Regions from separate parts of the Mus musculus genome. Here regions 1 and 3 are each linked to region 2. The links are chromatin contacts, called in public HiChIP or PLAC-seq maps. All regions are on one chromosome and are shown on one strand. The core of a region is the stretch at or near the end of the contact, and the rest is flanking DNA. Distances in the headings are between cores, read along the strand shown. Region 1 overlaps Gm51545 (a long non-coding RNA gene). Region 2 holds the start of Zfp90 (zinc finger protein 90). Region 3 overlaps Gm39238 (a long non-coding RNA gene).

Evidence for each region. HiChIP or PLAC-seq counts read pairs in DNA pulled down with a chosen protein or histone mark.
Region 1: an H3K27ac HiChIP or PLAC-seq map of embryonic stem cells shows a contact between it and region 2, with 12 read pairs. The contact joins the enhancer-like site here to the promoter of Zfp90 in region 2. A contact is called at or near these places in 2 of 15 datasets of contacts at CTCF or cohesin (the NIH/3T3 cell line and embryonic stem cells), 9 of 484 Hi-C or Micro-C datasets (embryonic fibroblasts, embryonic stem cells and myeloid progenitors), 6 of 115 datasets of contacts at active chromatin or transcription factors (the SCID.adh cell line, embryonic fibroblasts and embryonic stem cells) and 4 of 9 other capture datasets (adipose tissue, embryonic stem cells, liver and 1 more).
Region 3: an H3K4me3 HiChIP or PLAC-seq map of bone marrow-derived macrophages shows a contact between it and region 2, with 2.2 times the contacts expected there. The contact joins the enhancer-like site here to the promoter of Zfp90 in region 2. A contact is called at or near these places in 2 of 15 datasets of contacts at CTCF or cohesin (the NIH/3T3 cell line and large pre-B cells), 4 of 484 Hi-C or Micro-C datasets (the HL-1 cell line, the N1E-115 cell line, pancreatic cancer cells and 1 more), 3 of 115 datasets of contacts at active chromatin or transcription factors (bone marrow-derived macrophages, embryonic fibroblasts and embryonic stem cells) and 1 of 9 other capture datasets (embryonic stem cells).

The regions. Positions count from the first base shown.
Region 1 is chr8:106,450,251-106,452,950 of GRCm38.p6, forward strand. The region is part of intron 1 of Gm51545 (a long non-coding RNA gene); the gene reads right to left. Among named protein-coding and RNA genes, the nearest start is that of Gm51545, 16 kb to the right of the region's middle. Within about 2 kb of position 1,306, at least 22 of the 459 cell types and tissues checked have an H3K27ac peak or open chromatin away from gene starts, as enhancers often do. A contact at or near this core is called in embryonic stem cells, where this site is marked.
Region 2 is chr8:106,414,039-106,416,738 of GRCm38.p6, forward strand. Zfp90 (zinc finger protein 90) reads left to right here and starts at 1,289. Exons shown (of 4, transcript NM_011764.4): 1 at 1,289-1,732. The coding sequence starts at 1,700.
Region 3 is chr8:106,363,069-106,365,768 of GRCm38.p6, forward strand. It overlaps Gm39238 (a long non-coding RNA gene), which reads left to right. Exons shown (of 3, transcript XR_879147.2): 2 at 1,417-1,548. Among named protein-coding and RNA genes, the nearest start is that of Gm39238, 6.3 kb to the left of the region's middle. Within about 2 kb of position 1,408, at least 13 of the 459 cell types and tissues checked have an H3K27ac peak or open chromatin away from gene starts, as enhancers often do. A contact at or near this core is called in the NIH/3T3 cell line and bone marrow-derived macrophages, where this site is marked.

The DNA.
Region 1 (2,700 bases), core at 56-2,555, 36 kb after region 2:
TTTGCAGCTCCATAGAGGGAGCAACAGTGTCAACAGGCCAGACACCCCCCTCCCAGAGCTCCCAGGGACTGGACCACCAAAATACACATGGAGGGACTCATGGTGCTGACCATATATGTGGCAGAGGATGGTCTTGTTGGACATTTGTGGGAGGAGAGGTATTCAATACCCCAGTGTAGGGGAATGCCAGGGTGGGAGCACCCTTATAGAGGCAGGGGGATGGGATAGAGGGTTTCCGAAGGGGAGACCTGGAAAGGGGAAAACATTTGAAGTGTAAATAAAGAAAATATTCAATTTTTTAAGAAGGTAACCTTTAAAATAAATATGGTGGAGTTTGATAAAGAAAGATATCCAATATTGTGCTCTGGCTTCATGTATACATTATTAGTACATCTGAACATACGTACATGTACATATACCACAGATGCACACACATGTACTTATACCACCAATGCAGACACATGTATATATACCACAGATTCACACAAACCACATGCTCATGTACATACACCACAGATGCACAAACATGTACATACACCACAAATGCACACATATGTACACACACCACAGATGCACATACATGTACATATACCACAGATGCATACACACATGCACATGTACCACAGATGCACACACTCAAGTATAATCATTATAGATGCACACATACATGCATATACTACAGATGCACACACATATACATATACCACAGGTATTCACATACATGTATATACACCATAGATGTGCACACACATGCATATATCACAAATGCACACACATATACATATATCACAGATGCACACACTCAAGCATCACTAAAGATGCACATATACATGCATATACCACAGATGCCCATATATATACATATACCACAGATGTACACACACATGTGCATACACCACAGATGCATACATGCACACACACACAGTTTTAGGGGCTGGGGGACTCTTTCTGGTGGGTGAGCTCCTCTCTCCTGGTCTCCCTCTATTGCCTTCCTCCAGCCTTCTCTCTCCTCCTCCCCCATGGCATCCCCCTCTCCTTTTCCCCAAAGATCTCTAATTAAGTTCTTACTTGGTAATTGCCATTCCAGGAATTGCCATGGAAATCAGTTCCCAGCTGGCCTGTTTCCTTCTTTTTCTCAGCCTTGGGAAGCAGAGGCGGGAGCCCAAGGTGAGCCCTGAGAGTCAGGATTGTTCCCACCTGTGTGTGTGGAGCATTTGCTGGGTGTGCCCGGTGAGTCAGCACTGCTCCCTCCGTGTACCTCAGTTGGGCCCTGTGACAGCCTGAGGATGACCTTGAATTCCTGACCCTCCTGTCTCTACCTCCCAAGTACCAGGAATGCAGATGGCCACCACCCTTCCAGGCCCTGTGAGGAGACTGGAGCCTGAGATCTCAGTGAACCTCCGTGAGGCCTCACAAGTCCTAGAATTGGGGTTTGAATCACATTTGATCTGACTCTAATGCTGAAATCGTACTTCTCTCTCAATGAACACCCCTCCCCCCAGATGTGGGTAAACGTAGTTTGATATAAAAAAACAAAAAAAACTAGAAACCTCTATTGTCCTTCATAATCAGCCCTTTATAACATGACCTCATGACTCCTCCTAAGTCCCTGACTCTGGGCTGGTCTTGTTGTGGCTCCTCCTACCTAAAAGGTGGAGTCTTTTTTCCCCAGTCCCTGACTCAGGGCTGGCCTTCTGGCTCCTCCTCCCTAAAAGGTGTTGTCTTTTTCCCCAGTCCCTGACTCTGGCCTGGCTTTGTGGTGAAAAGATTGGGGCAGCAGTGATGAAAAGTGGTGAAAAGATTGGGGCAAGCTCTGTTCTGTCATTATGGACACTGCCGGGAAAACAAGCCCAGGCTGGACTGCTGGCATCGTGGTCCACTCATTCTCATCCCAGCTGACAGCTAGCCAACTGCTCCACATTGTGAGTGTGGCCATTCTAGATGTGGGCGGCTGTCTGTGGCTAGACCCCTGAATGAGCCCACAGGAGATGAGCTGGGCCTGCTCAGACCCACAGAACCACCAGACAGGCTCACAGACTCATGAGCAATTGTTGAAGCTGCTAGGCTCTGGGAGTGGTCGGTTATACACTGATGCCTAATGATGAGGCTGCCTCTAGAAGAGGCTTGGTGCATGAGGGCTGCAAAAACCTCAAAAGAGGAGAAATCACTCTGATCTTATGTCTACCTGGAGTGGCTGGAGCATGTACCTGGTTAGAGAGGCCCTGTCTCTGGTTCCTACCACCAAAAAAAAAAAAAAAAACCAATGACATCAACGTTAATATTTTCTATACACCGAGCATTTTCAATGAATCACTGTGAAGTTTTATGAAGTAGGAACCCCTGAATATCCTTTATTCAAAATGCTTTGACCGGAATTGTTTTGAATTTATTTTATTTTATTTTATTTCCAAATTTGTAAAATTTATAGGTACATGATTATGGACTTGGGGATGGGATTGAAGTCTAAATCCAAATGCGATTTATTTCATACATGCCTTCTATTATATGGTTCGGAGGCAAATCTTATGCAATACTTTTAATGACCCTGAATTGTTTTTGTTTTGTTTCAGACATGATCTCACTATGCAGCCCTGGTTGTCCTAACCAGGCTGGCCTTGACCTGTCTCTGCCTCCCAAATGCTGAGATCAAAGGTATGCTGCACCATGCCTGGCTGTGCTCCTGAATTTTGATTGCAACTT
Region 2 (2,700 bases), core at 39-2,538:
GCTACTGTTGTCTAGTGTGGAAAGTATTTGCAGAGTTTCCAAGGGGTTTGTTGTTATTTATACTTTCTCCGCCCCCGCATCCCAGCAAAAATCCACAGAACACTGTGATAAAAAGACAAATAGTAACAGGTGTGGGTAGGAATGTTGAAATCTATATGCTGTTAGTTTAAAAAAAAAAAAGATGGAAGTGATACAGCCTCTTTAGAAAACATTCACAGTTCCTTCAAATGCTAAACATGGTGCTACCAAATCTCTATAATTCAACTTCTCTGTATCTACCCCAGATCAATGAAACTGCACCCCCATAAACGTGTGTACACACATATCCTCTGTAATGTTGCTTTGAAGATAAAAGCATAAAATCTCACAGTGTGAACAACGCAGACGCTACCAACTGATGAATGAATGTGGTACACTCGGGCAATCAGATCTTTCATTCAGCATTAAAAAAGAATGGGATAGAGACTCCTGTGATGTGAATGAACTCAGAACCACTGTAATAACTGAAAGAAGCCAATCATAAAACTTCATATTGCCTGATCTTATGAGATACCCAGAAGAGACAGATTTGTCACAAAGACAGCACAGGTCAGTGGTTGCCCGGGATCGAGAGGAGGTGGGTTAGGACGAGGGGACGGTTATTAATGTACATGATTTTTTTTCTTTTGTGGCTAATTAAAATGTTCAAAGAGGAGACTACAACGATGGTTGTGCAACTCTTTTTATGTACTAAAGTCTATTGAATTATACACTTTAGTCATTCGTGCATGCATTGTTTATTTATTTTGGCTTGTAAGACCAGGTCTCTTGTAGCCCAGGCTGGTCTTGAACCACAGTTTAGGATAACCTTGAACTCCCGATCCTTAGCCACTTGTGTGCTAAGAGAATTGAGAATTGAGTCTACAGAGTGAGTTTCTGGACATCCTGAGCTACACAGAGGGAGAAAGAGGGAGGGGGGAGGGAAAGGGAACGGGATGGGAGGTGGAGGAGAAGGAGAAAAGAAAAGAAGGAGCGGTGAGAATTTCTAGAAGCTCCAACACACACACACACACACACACACACACACACACACACACACACACACACACGACAAAAACTTTGAACCTTTCCAGCAGCTCCAGAAAACACACATACCAAAGAAAAACTTTGAACCTAACCTGCCCGCCTTCTTGTGCTCTTACTGCAGCCCCCCACTAGGAGGCAGGACCTCTGCAGGGCGGGCACGCGAGGATAGCTGGGAATCGTAGTTTCTGCACCCGTGGATGGGCAGGCGCGAGGATCATTGTGCGCAGTCGCACTCGTGGCTCTGCGCCCGCCGCTGTGGCCATTGTCCGACCCTGTTGTTGCAGAGCAGTACTGCCGGGAACAAGAAACTGCAGCGGGCGCTAGAGGGGCGGACCTGAGGTCGCGGATTCCGAAGCCCCGGAGGCAGATTCCGAGTGCAGTGGGTAGGAGGCTGTCCTCCGGGCCTCGCCGACCATCCTGCGGACGGACTGGGCGTGGCCGGAGGAACTGTCCCGAAGCTGTGGGGCCTTTCATTTGGCCTTGGGAAGAGCAGCAGGAGAAGGCGGGGCTCCTCCCCACGTTTCGGCCGAAGTGGCTGCAGAGCTGAAGGGGTGGGGCCTCGGGGTAGCCCGGTGAGTGGATCCTGTCCTCTCTCCTCAGCCCTGGACCATAGCCAGCACACACTGAGGCAGGAATGGCCCCGAGACCTCCGACGGCCAAGCCCCAGGTGAGCCGAGCCTTCCCCCACCGCCCGGAGCATCCCACCCTGAGAGGCCCCCGGAGTCTGTATGGAACAGTTATTGGTATAGGTATAGAGAGTCTTAGTTTGGATCGCTTTGAGTCTCCTCCTCTGGAGAAAACCCCTCCCAAAGTGCCCAGCCCTGGGCAGAGCAGGATTTCTGAAAGGATGGAGTTAAAGAGGAGACTAGGGAAGTGCGATCTTGTGAGAGGAAGTGTTCTGGGGGTGTCAGCACTGAGACTTTATTGCAGTGTGCACTTCTTAGAACTCTTCAGTGAGGAATGGAGGATAGAGGGACAAAATAGAAAAGCCCCCTGCTTCCCATCCAAAGGCCATAAAGAGATAGTAGGGGGGCAGAAGAGACCTATTAGAATAAGAGGCCGGTGAAGGTTGGGCGCTGAGTCGGAGACCACCATTACAGCCAAACCTGGTCAGACAAGCTCCAGCTTTTCTTGCCCCCCCCCCCGCCCCACTCGTTTTATTTTCCTTTCTTTCTTTCCCCATTAACAAATGTATAATAGTGCGCACCCTCCATAGCCCCGGCTTCAGGTTAATTAGTAAGAGACAGATTTATCAACCCACTTTTTAGTTGTAGCAAAAGGGGCATTTTCTGGACATAAGCTCTGAGGCTGTCCGTTTTACTTTGATGAGAACATAATCTGAACTCTCTTTGGAGTTGAAGGTAAGAACTAGGACTATAGCTCAGTGGTAGATCACTTGCCTAGTATGTGTGAGGTCCTAGGTTCAATTCCCAGCACCTCCTGGAAAATGATAAGGATGGGCTGGAGAGATGGCGCTCCAGTTAAGAGCACACACTGTAAGCTTTTACACGCTGCTCTTGCAGAATTAGTTTCGTTCCTAGTACTCACGGCAGGAAGTACACATCCACCTTGTAATACAGGTTAAAGGGGACCTGATGGCTCTGGCTTCTTGGATACCTGCTCTCACAGGAACAA
Region 3 (2,700 bases), core at 158-2,657, 51 kb before region 2:
AGGATAGGTTATTGAAAGGATACAAGGCTGCATTCTTAGTCTCATCTATACTTTGACTTACATAAGCCCAGGGTGCCCATCACCCTGGCTGGCTCTCGTGGAGCTTGAATGTAACAGGTATTGGCTTTAGGTTTGTTAGCCTGGCTTCTCCAAGGTAGAGAACTTCAGCTCTGGGTCCCTGCAGTTGCCAGCCTTCATGTATGTCTTGCAGAACAAGTCTGACCACAAGGTCACAGAGACACTAATCAGGTCACTGTGGGAAAGGTTGGAATCTGGGTTCAGCTGTCAGAGAGGAGGACCCCGTCTACAGCATTGACTTCCTGGCTCCGGAATATCATAGTTTGCTGTAGATTATGTAAGAACTGTCTTATGGGACAGCCCAGACCTGAAGAGTGAGCCCCAGTGATCCAGTTCGTCTAGGAGCTGACCTGACTCAGCATCTTGCTCTGCCTTAGCCAGTTCCTCGGCTATGCTGGGAGTCTTCCCAGAGTGAGTTACTCACATTCCATGAACAAAACAGGAATGATAGGGATGTTACTGGCCCACGTTTAGGTGACGCTCCAAGATCCTGGTGATAACCATCCCTGCTGCTGCCACTTGTGAAGTGTGCCACTTCATCGTTGTCATTATCCGATACCCTCCTCAGCAGGACAGACTTGATACAGAAGACCCAGTCTCTGCCCTCCAGGAGTTGAGAAGGTTTAACTGGGTTAGTAATAAACCTACAGATAGCAGAGAAGATGGAATCTTTAGGCTGTGTCATCAGACCCCACGCCTACATCTGACTGGAACTGCTGGGGAGTGACTGGTTTTCATTAAGGGAGCAAGACTACACACACACACACCACACACCACACACCACACACCACACACCACACACCACACACCACACACCACACACCACACACCACACACCACACACCACACACCACACACACACACACTCACACACACACTCACACACTCACACACATACACACACTCACACACACACTCACACACATACATACACTCTATCTATCTATCTATCTATCTATCTATCTATCTAGAGAGAAGAGAGAGAAGAGAGAGAGAGAATCATACGATAGCCCAATCTAGCCTCAGATTCACAGCAATCCCCCTGCCTTAGCTTTCCAAGGACTGGGATTATAGACATGATTCACGATAGCTGGCCCATCCACCTCCTTTTAAACAGCTTCAATAAATTGCACATGCTTAAAGACTGTGATCTGATGAGCTTTCATATATGTCTGCCTTGTAAAACATGGTCAAGACCATGACTACACCCATCTCTTGACTTCATTCTCCCTTAATCCCTTGTGTCCATTTGAAATCCCCTTCTTCCTGCCCCTCCCACCTCACACCCAGCCTAGCGCTCATCTGCTGCCACTCACCCGACTTCCTTCCCTTTTCTAGGGTTGTTTGCGAATGGAATCACATGGCACGCCCAGGCTTTTGTCTGTCCTCTTCATCCTACAGCACAGCATTATTTGAAAGCCCGCACACCCATTGTCCCTTCTTATTGGTAAAGTCGAGGTACATTAGCAGGTACGCACCAACGTATTTATTCACATGTTGAGGGGCCTTTGAGTGGTCTTTAGTCTGGAGATGGTTATGACTAGAACAGCTAAGACTATGAATTTACATAGTCTTATTTGACATAGTCTTATTTACATAGTCTTGTTTGGTTGGGGTGGTTGGGGAGGACCAGGGTCTCATGCTAAGCCAGTGAGCACCACTGAGCTGCCTCATGAGCCCAAAGACAAGTGTTTATGTGAACATATGCTTTTATATTGTTAGTAAGCACCCAGGGGTGGGATGGCTTGCCTGTGTAACAAGTCTGTCTTTAACTTTTAAAGAAGTTGTCAAACTGTCTTCCAACGTGATTAAACAACTTTACGACTCCAACGGCTGATTATGGGAGTCCCAGTTGCCCCAAGGCCTTATCAGCATTTGATGTGTTCAGTGGTTTTAATTTTAGGCAAGTGGGTATCATAATATCTCATTGTGGTTTTCGTTTGCATCCCTCCACCCTCTGTGATTAATGACCTTGAACATCTTTTCCCGTGCTATCTATATATCTTCTTTGGTGACACTCTCTGAATAGTTTACATCTCCAAATTGAGTTATTTGTCTTCAGTAATTGAGGTGTTTTATTTTCACAATTATTTTCTGAGACAGGCCCTCCCTATATAGCTTTAATTGGCCTTAAAGATGTATATAATTCAGGCTGAACTCAAACTCATAATTCTCCTGCTTCAGCCACTAGTAGGATAGTTTCTGTGATTGTGTTTTACACACACATCACACACACTATACACACACACTGCACACACACTCACACACATACACACATACACACACTTACACTATATATATGTATACACATATGCGTGCGCGTGGCGTGTACACACACACACACACTTGAAGATGAATTAGTAATTCACTCACAGACAGAATAGCAGATGGAATCTGTGTCATCAGACCCCACACCCACATCTGCCTGGAATTGCTGTGGAACGACTGGTCTTCACTAAGGGACCAGGACTATTGCTTCCTTCCTATTTGGTGCTGACTTTAATCCCAGCACTTCAGAGACAAATGTAGGTGGATCTCTGTGAGTTCAAGGACAGTTTGATCTACATAGTAAGTTTTAAACTACATTGTGAGAACTTCTCTTAAAAATAAATAAATAAATAA